2 separate regions of the Sus scrofa genome follow, and region 2 is linked to region 1. The links are chromatin contacts, called in public HiChIP or PLAC-seq maps. All regions are on one chromosome and are shown on one strand. The core of a region is the stretch at or near the end of the contact, and the rest is flanking DNA. Distances in the headings are between cores, read along the strand shown. Region 1 holds the start of SNX33 (sorting nexin-33). Region 2 holds the start of PPCDC (phosphopantothenoylcysteine decarboxylase).

What was found. HiChIP or PLAC-seq counts read pairs in DNA pulled down with a chosen protein or histone mark.
Region 2: an H3K27ac HiChIP or PLAC-seq map of alveolar macrophages shows a contact between it and region 1. The contact joins the promoter of PPCDC here to the promoter of SNX33 in region 1. A contact is called at or near these places in 1 of 5 promoter capture datasets (fetal skeletal muscle), 8 of 47 Hi-C or Micro-C datasets (blood, embryonic fibroblasts, heart right ventricle and 5 more) and 2 of 2 datasets of contacts at active chromatin or transcription factors (alveolar macrophages and skeletal muscle).

What each region holds. Positions count from the first base shown.
Region 1 is chr7:58,012,652-58,018,114 of Sscrofa11.1, forward strand. SNX33 (sorting nexin-33) reads right to left here and starts at 2,947. Exons shown (of 2, transcript XM_001929226.7): 1 at 1-2,947. The coding sequence starts at 1,166.
Region 2 is chr7:58,545,265-58,550,921 of Sscrofa11.1, forward strand. PPCDC (phosphopantothenoylcysteine decarboxylase) reads right to left here and starts at 4,027. Exons shown (of 6, transcript NM_001243368.1): 1 at 3,991-4,027. It overlaps SCAMP5 (secretory carrier-associated membrane protein 5), which reads right to left. Exons shown (of 7, transcript XM_001924572.4): 7 at 4,926-5,657.

The sequences.
Region 1 (5,463 bases), core at 1,697-4,196:
TCCATCTTCTTGCTGAAGGCTTTGAAGGTGTCCACCCGGTCCTCCACATCCTGCAGGTCCTGGTGCTCCGTGGGGATCTGGAAGGTGAGCAGGAAGCTGGCACCCACCATCTCGTCCTTCTCGGCCCGGCGTTTGCCCATCTTCCACTGCTTGTCATCCAGGCAGCTGAGGAAATGCTGGAAGCCCTCGTACTGGGATAGCACAGGGTGGCTGGTCATGTGGTCCATCCAGAGGATGAGCCGCCGTTTCCGTTTCTCAATGAAGTCCTCCTCAAAGCGGCCTGTGGCCTGCTTCTCTGGCAAGTGGGGCACCGAGATGACAGTGAACTTGTGCAACAGGCGGTTATAGAGCCAGTCAAAGTGTTTGTAACGCCTGTAGACAGGTGAGCCGGCGTGGGTGGGTGTGAGCTTGTAGGAGATGTAGCTTTTGATGCCCTTGAATTTGGTCTGTTTGGTGGGGTCCTCTACCGAGCAGGCAAATGGGTGGGGGTTGGCCTTCCACTGGGGGCCTCGAGGGCCCATTTCAATGGAGTATGTCTCTGCGATCTTGGCCATCATGGGCACATCACCCAGGATGAAGGCCTCCACGCCAGAGCGCACGAAGCACGAGAAGCGATTGAGGTTGCGCCCCACCACGCTGCCTCGCTTGGCAGATGCCAAGCTGTCCTGCCGCTCGAGGGGTGGCTTTGGCCGAAAGGCCATATGTTGGCTGGGGTATGCACCAGGGTAGGAGAGGTTGAGTGGGGGGTGCCCATTGGTGCCCAGCCCACCAGCCCGTGGCTCCTCTACCACTGTGCAGCCATCATCCCAGTCATCCCAGTCATCATCATCGTCCTCCTCAAAGCTGCCCTGGTTTGAGAGGAAGCCACTGCCCCCAGCACTCCTGGAAGGGTTGGCCACACTGGAGCTGTCATACAAGCTCACCTCAGTGCCCAGAGAGCCTGCAGGGCTGCTAGAGTAGTCAGCATGGTTGGCACTCGTGCCAGAACGGATGATCTCCACGTAAGAGGCAGGGAAGAGCCCTGTCTCACCGCGGCTGTTCTGGCCCTGCAGCCAGCCATCCAGGGAGGTCTCGCTGAAGATGACCAGGTCCTCATCCTGCTGGATGCTGATCTCCTCTTTGTTCTCACTGCGGAAGTCATAGAGGGCTCGGCCTTTTAGTGCCATGGCTGGGTCAGTGGAACAGAAAGACGAGGAGAGGGTCCTGCCCAAAACTGGAGAGAGACACTTGCTAGGGTGTCCAAGGATGCACCAGCAAGCAGAGGCCTGCCACAGCCCTTGGACTCTCCGCCCCTGGGGGGGGGGGTGTTCTCGGTATCCACAGATGGTGTCAGCCTCACTCTCTTCAAAGCAATATCCACAGGTCAGAAACCGACCTACCAGGTCTCCCCGCACATGCCTGTGAGCAGGGAGGGTTCATGTCCACAGTCTTCCTCCCTTCCTTCCGCAGCCCCTGAGGGGGAGTCTCTCCTCCTCCCACAGTCAGAAGAAAAGTCAAGTGACTCGAGAAATCGGCTCTGAAAGGGCAAGAATTCGACACTTTCCACTGGAACGTGTTCTAAAATAGAAGAGAATCACTTGGAAACCACCGTCCCAGAAACCCGGCGGCAGCGCTGGCTCCCAGCTCCTTCTGGCTCTTCAGGCCCCGGGAGGCTCTCAAATTCCTCCGCAGATCTGCCCCTTCCTCCTTCCTCCTCCTCTTCCTGGGCCACTGGGTTTTCAAAAATCCAGAAAATCCAAGAGGGGCAAGGAGAAAAGCAGCAGCCTCCTGAATCGAATCCAAGGGTGGATGTGTCCGGCTTCACAACGAGCCAGGCCGGGAAAACAAGGACCGAGGCTTACACAACAGGCCGCCAACTCCTCGACCCCGGCGGCCCGCCGCGCCCCCAGCCCCCAGCCCGCTCGGTTGTCCTCTCCCCGCCCCCAAGTGGCCAGCCCCCTCCCCGGGGAAGAAGGGGACGCGACGAGGCGCTCAGGCGACTTCTGGCCACTAGCTGAGTGGCCTCTTTTGTTTGTTTAATTCCTCAGCAGTTTCTGAGCCTGAGTCTGACCCTGATCTGAGTCCAAGGACCCTCGTCCAAAGGTAACCCCAGCGGTAACCGGCCCCGGCGCGTAGACCCCCCGCCCCTCGCGTACACACAAACACTCAACAGGGAGTTTGGCGAGTCAGCTCCGAAGTGCAGATAGCCCGCCCGGGCGTCTGACCGTCGGTCCTCTGCTCTACCCCGCGGGGTTCCGCCGGTGGGCGGTTGGCCGGTGGCGGGTGGGCGCCGGTGGGTGGCGGGCTGCGCCCCCAGCCCTCCTTCTTCTCCAGCGTTCGCAGCCACTCTGCGCCGCCAGAGAGAAGCCAGCTCCAAAACAACAAAAAAAGGCAATTCCGGGAGGTGGCGTCCCAAGGAAGGAGGGAACAGCGGAGTGGGGGTGGGGGGGAGGTGAGGGGTGGGGACAGGGAGAGAGAAGGAAAAGCAGGCTGGGGAATTGGGCAAACTCCACTGCACTTCCGTGCGTCCTGGCTGGCCAAGGACGGCCCGGCTCCGCCCTCCCGCGGGCCTGGGGCGCAAGAGCTCGGCTCCCGCCTACTTTTAGCTTTTCTTTTTGGCCGTCGCCTTCACTCCCTCGCGCCGAGATCGGGATACGCGAGCGAGGAGACCACTGGAACTAGGGGGCCCGCAAGCCTCCAGGGCCAGCCCCTAGGGCAGCCGCACCCCTCTGCCCATCTGGCCCCGCTGGGAGACACCTCTCGCCCGGAGAGGCTTAAGCGCCGCGCGGGGGAGCTCTCCAGCCGCCGCCTCGCCTCCCGGGCTCCGTCACCCTCCAGCCTTTTCCATGACGCAAGTGAGGGAAAACTCCTAAAGTTTTTAGAGTGCGGTGCTCCAAGGTGTGCGCCAGAGTTGGAACCTGGGAGAGAGGATGTGCGGAAAGCCGCAGACGCCACCTCCCACTCCTCTGTCCCCCACCCCCCGCTCCGGCGGGACGCGGCACCGCAGTGGCGCCGCCTGGGGATTGTTCTCTGGAGGGGGTCCCATCGCCAGAGGCGCCCTCATGGAAGAAGCCGAAGCCCAAGCCTGAACCGGCTGAGATACTGGTCTCTGCAGGTCCTAGGTACCCTAGCTAGACAGAGCCAGGGGCACCCCTATCCTGGGCGAATTCCTTCAGCAGGGGAGACAAAATCCCTTGTATGTAGCGATGGGGAACAAGCCCAGGCACAGCCCGGTTCTTGTTGCTTTGTACGGCTGCGGCTGCGGAGTCACGATGTTCTGTCTTGGCCAGCAGCCGCGAAGAGAGAGGGGTGGTCGGGGTCGGGTTCTGGGGAGAGGTAAAGGGGGCTTGACCTTGCTCACTGATTCTGACAGGCATTGTGCTGGGCACTGGGGATTAGAGTACGGCAATGCAGTCGGGGTTCCTGCCCTGGATAGTTTACAGTCCACCCTCTTGTCCTTCATTAATTCATTCATTCTGTCTCTGTCTCATTCATTGAGTCATGCATTCAAGGAAATATTAACTGAATATTCAGTACCAATCCCCCTGGGCTTCAAAGACAAGTAAGACGTTGTCTTTACCTACCAGAAGCTCAGGTGAGTCAGGATAAGTAAAGAGATATTCCTCCATCAGTGTGACCAATGCCCTGAAGTGGGAATGGGAGGGCACCGATTCCAGCCTGGGTTGAGCATGGGGATCAAGGAAGGCTTCCTAAAGGAGGAGGTGCTTAAGATGAGGCAAAGGCTTCAGCCCATATTCCCCTTCCTGGCTATATAACTAGAACTTCCCTCCCCCTCATTATTCTTCCCAATTGCAGATTGACTGCCACAAGGTAGTGCTATAAAGTTAGGTAAATTTGGCTGTTTTTCGTCTGTTTGTCTTTTTAGGGCTGCGCTCATGGCATACAGAGGTTCCCAGGCTAGGGGACGAATGGGAGCTGTAGCTGGCGGCCTACACCACAGCCACAGCAACGTGGGATCTGAAACTTATCTGCAACCTACACCACAGCTCATGACAACGCCAGATCCTTAACCCACTGAGCAAGGCTAGAGATCAAACCTGAATCCTCATGGATACTAGTCTGGTTCATTAACCACTGAGCCATGACGGGAACTCCCTAAATTTGACTGTTTTGAAAGATATGATATGCAGGCCTCTGGCTCCAAGACCTAATTTCATTGGCGCAGAGTAGATCTAAATCCCTATGCAGAACTGGCATTTGACAGAATAAAGGCTTATGAAATACAAAGCCCAGAAGCCCAGGTATTAATTTGCATGGAGAAATTCAACTGTCAGGCAGACCTGAATTTTTCCATCAATAGATCAAGGCAGTTTGGCCTGCTCCTTAGAAAGCCCATTTACCAGAAGGCTAGCCCGCTGAAGCTAACAGGATGGGAAGCCCCAGGATGGGAAGAGGGGATGTCATGACAAGTCTTTCAACCAAGAAAGCTTGCATTCTTGTCCCCTGACATAGGGGCAGCCTTGATTCTCAGGACTCAGTTCAGCCTAGTATCTCCAGGACTAGAGCTTGAATATGCTTCCCCCAGCTGCTTTTGGGACACTTCTTTTTATTTATTTTATTTTATTTTACTTATTTATTTATTTTGTCTTTTTGCCTTTTCTAGGGCCGCTCCTGTGGCATATGGAGGTTCCCAGGCTAGGACTCTAATAGGAGCTGTAGCCGCCGGCCCAGGCCAGAGCCACAGCAACACGGGATCCAAGCCACATCTGCAACCTACACCATAGCTCACAGCAACGCCGGATCCTCAACCCACTGAGCGAGGCTAGGGATCGAACCCGCAACCTCATGGTTCCTAGTCGGATTCGTTAACCACTGCACCACGACGGGAACTCTGGGACACTTCTTTTCTGTAATCTCTCTTCTTTTCACAGAGCCTCTCTCCAAACTGGATTTAACAACAGCAGCAACTTCCTTAGTGTTTGCTGAATGCTAGACTCTGTTGTAAATGTTTACCTCTATTAGGGATAGTCCCAACCCCCTGAGTGGCCCCCAGCCATCATGCCCATGGCCTTCAGTTGGTTCCCAAATGCTTCAGTCACACATTCACACCTTGGATTTACTCCCCTATCTATTGGGGAGGGTGGTTTCTATCCCTGGCCACTCTCTTTCTAGGTGCTTGGGAAAAACTCATTCTTTAGCTTCACAGAGATTTCCAGAAGCTTTGTCTTCTATTCCTGACCCTCTTTAAACCTATGGGTAACAGGACCCCCAGTTACCAGTCTCAGGCAACTGCAATAACCTTTATGGTTTCCCTACACCCTGTCCATTCCTTTGGGGCGAATTTCCTTTATTAATAAATTCTCCTCACATTATTCTAATTGGAGTGTGTTCTTTCTTTGCTGCTGGGACTCTGATTCAGGCACAGGAAATAACATCTATCCCCCAGACATCTCCTCCTTTAGGAAAGGAATCAGCAAGGGAGAATGGTGGGGCCAGTGGTTCCCAGGCTGACTGCTGGTGGCA
Region 2 (5,657 bases), core at 2,777-5,276, 530 kb after region 1:
GGAGATCAGAGAGGAGCTCCCTGGTGGCTCAGTAGGTTAAGGACCTGGCATTGTCACTGCCATGGTGTGGATTTGATCCTGGCCTGGGAACTTTTGCATGCCGTGGGTGCAGCAAAAAAATAAAAAATAAAAAGACTCAGGCACATACCCACATGAACTGAGAATCATGTTTGGGTCCATTATCCCACTCCTACTTGGAAAGATCTCCCAAGGGCCCAGACCCCTCTCAGCAGGGTTTGTTAAGCACAGGCCAGTTCCCTGGAACAAGATTACCCCCAAAGTTCCATTTGCCAGGGATTTCAGTTCTGCTGTCTGTCGGGACCTCAGCCAGGGCCTTACCCAGAGGAGAACTGAGTCTACTCTAGGGTCTGCAGAACCCTGTTAGCAACTTACAAGGTCTAGAGGGACTATCAGCCAGCTTCTTTCCCCAAACTAATCAGTATGCTAATTAGCATCCACAGTAGGTGACGGAGGCTTTTTCGTTTTGGCAGTACTCACAACAGGTGGATGTTCCCGGGCCAGTGATCAAATCCACCCCACAGTTGTGAACTGTGCCACAGCTATGGCAACACCAGATCCTTGACCTGCTGTGCCACTAAGGAATTTCCATACTTTTTTTCTTTTTAGGGCCACACCCGTGGCACACGGAGGTTCTCAGGCTAGGGGGTCCAATCAGAGCTGTAGCTGCCGGCCTTCGCCACAGCCACAGCAATGTGGGATCTGAGCCACATCTGTGACCTACACCACAGCTCATGGCAATGCTGGATCCTTAACCCACTGAGCAAGGCCAGCGATTGAACCCGCAACCTCATGGTTTCTAGTCAGATTCATTTCCACTACGCCATACCAGGATTTCCAGGAACTTCCAATTCTTGACTCTACAGGAAAACCCACCTGCAAGATTCTAAACCTTGACCCTGTCCCACCTCAGCCAACTGGTGCTAGGACAGGGAGACTCCTGCAAACCTAGAAGCTGAACTTAAAACCTCCTCCACATCAAACTGATATCATTCCTAAGGAATAGGTTACTGAAAGCAATCATTTAAACTTGGGGCAGGAATCCATACTGATGACGTCAACTGCCTCCCCACAGCAGGTGTTACAGCCCAAGATTTACTAATTAGTCTGCTGAGCAATCTTCATTAAGGACCAAAGCCTACCTACCTTTCTAGAAAAGGGAGGTTGAGAGGGCATAGGTACTTGAAGAATAGAATGTAGATAATTTGGGAGTTCCCGTCATGCCTCAGTGGTTAATGAATCCAACTAGGAACCATGAGGTTGTGGTGTTCGATCCCTCACTTAGCGGGTTACGGATCTAGTGTTGCCATAAGCTGTGGTGTAGGTTGCAGAGCCAGCTCGGATCCCGCGTTGCTGTGGCTCTGGCGTAGGCTGGTGACTACAGCTCCGATTAGACCCCTAGCCTGGGAACCTCCATATGCCACGGGAAGTGGCCCTAGAAAAGGCAAAAAGACAACAACAAAAAATTAAAATCTAAATGTAAATTTTCCCCTGGCCACTTTTTATGCCACCCTAGATACTGTAACTTCTTCAAGCTCATATGGGAAATATCTGAGGTAACTAGAAATATGAGAACATCTAGCCCATTGTAAAAGTATGAGTATAAACCAAAGTTTACCCTTTTCATGATTTTTCTTTCATTATGCTAATCATATGTGTTAAGAAGCAGAAAACATTCTTCAGTTGTTAACAAATCCTGCTAGGAACCATGAGGTTGCGGGTTCGATCCCTGCCCTTGCTCAGTGTGTTAAGGATCCGGCGTTGCCGTGAGCTGCAGTGTGGGTTGCAGACGTGGCTCGGATCCCGAGTTGCTGTGGCTCTGGCGTAGGCTGGCGGCTACAGCTCCAATCAGACCCCTAGCCTGGGAACCTCCATATGCCACAGGTGCGGCCCCAGAAAAGACAAAAAAAAAAAAAAAGGAAAGAAAGTGGATAATTTAACCAAATTTGAAAGCAAGTTCAGACCAGGTCAATCTAACAGGATCATGGAGGGCAACAGTTGGCAGGAGTTCTTTTTTTTTTTAATTTTTAGTTCTTTGTTTATTCTCAAATAAAGAACAAATCCCAAACCAGTAAGCCTGCTGCTCTACCCAGTCCCTGCTAGAAACATCTATTTGCACAGCCAAGGTAGCTGTAGACAGCACTTCATTTTCCTGAGCCCTGCTGTACTCACAGGAACTCTTGAGCAGCAGAAAGAGTTGGCAGGCAGAGAGGTTACAGGCCTGAAGGCTATGCTTATTGAACCTCAAGCTCCTAGGACACCAAGCCATGCAGGTAGCCACATGCATGCAGCCACAGCCAGAAAAATGGCAGCCTCTCTGTCCTTTAGGAAGACAGGGCCAGACAGAGTAAAGAGCTTCAGCATGGCAGGGCTGTGATGTGTGAGTCTCTTCTCTAATTAGTTTAATTAGGGCAAAGTTAAGCAAAGGTTTTAGGAATATCTGCCAGTCACAATATGGGCACGTGAGGAGCCAGAGCAGAACCAGGGCTAAAAAAAGAGGCCAGATGGAGTATGAGCCCAGCACAACACAGGAACATGAGGAGCGAGGGCCTAGGAAAAAGCAGAACCAAATTCGGGGGTGGGGGTATGGGTGGGTGGGTGGGTGAGCAGGGATCCAGGATCCATTAAGAGCTTGAATCCTTTAGCCTAACATCAAAGTTCCTCACTACTGGCCCCAGACTTGTGCTCCGGCCTCATCTCCCACCAGTCAATACAACTCTGCTCCAGTAATAACTAAACAGTTATAGCTCATAGTGGCACTCTGCCCCCAAACCCAAAGTCGTTAAAAGGAGTCATGTGGCCACAGGGGCATTTTAAACTCCTTCTTCCAAGGAAAGGCAAGGAACTCTTCAGAGAGAGCTCAAGGTCTTGACATTCTGCTAAGATTGCTCTTGTCTCAAACCCAGGCAAGCATGCTTGAGTCTGCTGCTCCTAGAGTCTCATTAGGTACCCCACCTCAAGGCCACATGCTAAGGATACATAGGTAAATATAACATGCACACACAGCGCTACTAGCAAGGGACTGACAGTACTGCCACCTCTCAACCATTGGGAGAGATGTGGAAAACTCCTGCCGCAAGATCCCCACCACTTCCCCAACCTGGGAATCTCTCCTGCCTATTATCTGGCAACGGCCTCCAATACCTCAAAGTACAGCATGAGGTTTTTCGCTGACAAAATTTTTCCTCTTTTTTTTCTCTTTTTCTTTCTTTTTTCTTCCCTTTTTTTTTTTTAAGGGCCACAGGTGCGGCACATGGACTTCCCACGCTAGGGGTCTAATCGGAGCTACAGCTGCTGGCCTACACCACAGCCACAGCAACGGGGAATCCGAGCCCCTCTGCGAACTACGCCACAGCTCACGGGCAATGCTGGATCCTTAACCCACTGAGCGAAGCCTGGGATGGAACCCGCCTCCTCATGGATACTAATCGGGTACATTACCTCGTGAATCACACAACTGGAATTCCTTCACTCTCATTTTGAATAGTCATTCAGCACTTTTAAGTAGAGTTAGGGGAAAACTGCAATATCCTAAGGTTTTCCTTTTTCTAGTTTACCAACTTGTAAGATAGTCTGTACTTTGCGCGGTCCCCATTCATTTTTGAAAGCAGGATAGCGGGTTTTGTTTTTTGTTTTTTTAAGGCAAGCGGCAAATGTGGGGAACTGACAGGGCCACCTTTTAAGCTAGATTAAATGGCACTAGGCAATCGCAGAGTTGCAAAAAGCGTGGGGGCGAAGATATAAACCCCCCACCTCAGGACAGAGATGCAAAGGGATTCCTAACGCTCCGGCGCCACAAGCTCCACAGCCCCTACACACACACACACACACAGCCGCAGACCCGCAGCGCACGCGCACGGAAAGTGAGCAGACACACACAGGCACGGAACCAAGGTCACCAACGAAGCTACTCCAGCCTCTCTCCCGCCCCAGTGCGAGAAACCAAACCCCACGACCCACTTGACTCCTCACCCGCGGCAGGCGTGTCTCGGGGGCAGCCCCCAAATACCGCGATACCTCGGCCGCTCCTCCCGCTGATTCTGGCTGCACGCAACGTTTCCAGAGCCGCTGGCAGCCTACGCGAACGCGCAGCCTTCTGGGAGCTGTAGTCCACTTGGGAGAGTGCTGCGGGGGACCCCTTACTGCCAGGTTCGTTATTTCCTGTGCTCTCTCCTGGGTCTAGCCTGATTACCTGACCTCCTCACTCCCCACCCCCAATCTCATGCTCTCACCACTGAGGCACTTAATATTTACTGAGCCTCTTATATGTTTTAAGTGCACAGGATAGAGATAAATCAGACTCTTCCCTGCTCTTGAGACAAACAGGGAATTTTGTACAGAATGAGGTCTATGAGGAAGCAGAGGGACCTAAGTAACAGCTAGAGGCAGCGAAGTCCTCTCAGAGGAGCCACCCAAGGTGGATCTTGAAAGATACCAGGAGCTTGGATGGAGTGCCAGAACAGCCCTCCACGTGGGGGACACAGCATTGGCAAAAGGAAAGCAGCAGAAAGTGTATGTTGGCTACACTTCCCTGTCTTCATTCTCCAGCATCCACAGGCCTCCGGATCCCCTTATGTTCCTTGAGGCTGCTCAATCAGTTGCTGATCTCCTTCGATGAGAGTGGAGGTGGGGACCTCTGTGCTCTACCCCTGCCCTTGCCTACAGTGACAGTCTGGCCCAAACCACCCCTCACCCACTGATCCAGCCTTCTACATCTGACTCAGGGAACTCCTCCTTCTAAAAGGCAGAAGGCCTCTATGGCAACTTCAAGACTGCCTCAGCGAAAGAACCTCACAGAGGTGTGTGAACTTTGGCCACAGACCCCCTTGACACACTCTACCTATATGCCCCACAGCCTATGTTGAGGCTCCACATGGGGCCACATGAAGACACATGACACAGCAGGACACAGAGGGCCAAATGTTCCCCTTTATTATGGTTCACTCAGTTATCACAGACAGATACATTGGCTCAGCAGATCAACTGCCAGATGGAGAATGGTCTGTGTCTCCCAGAAACAAAGAAGGGCAATGGGCACCAGCAGAACGCAAAAGCAGGTCACTGGCTGGCCACAGATCTGAGGATTCTCGGGGCCTTCCTCCACCCTCATGCCAGGCCATCCAGCAGAGATGAATCTGTGCCCAGCCCCACTTCTCATATTGGTTCCCTTCCCAGGAAAATGCATAGTTGCCAGGAGATGCAGCATCCCAGAACCTGGACAAGCTGGGCTGCCCACAGGTAGCAGGTTTTCCCAAGGGCAGAACCAGATCATGGCCATATAGGTCTGAGCCAGGAAAGAGGAAAGGCAGGTAGGACAGGAAATTGATTGGAGAGAGCATCCAACATTTCAAGGATGCTGGGCTGGCAGCTGGACCACAGGACTCTTGGAGCTACCAAAGAGACTGAGATAAAGGTAGCCAGAGGTCTGGGCTAGGGAAGAAGAAAGGGGAGGAAGAACCTAGACCTAGGGTCTCTTTTTAGGTACCTGGGGCTGTGCTTTCCAGAGAGAGAGTGGTAGTGAGTAAAGAGTCAATCACACTCTGACCATTAGGAAGAGAACTTCCCAGAGGCCCTGGCTCCCTGTATAAGAAAACAAAGTATCTGGAGCTCAAAGTTCAGGATGGCACCTGGAAATCCAG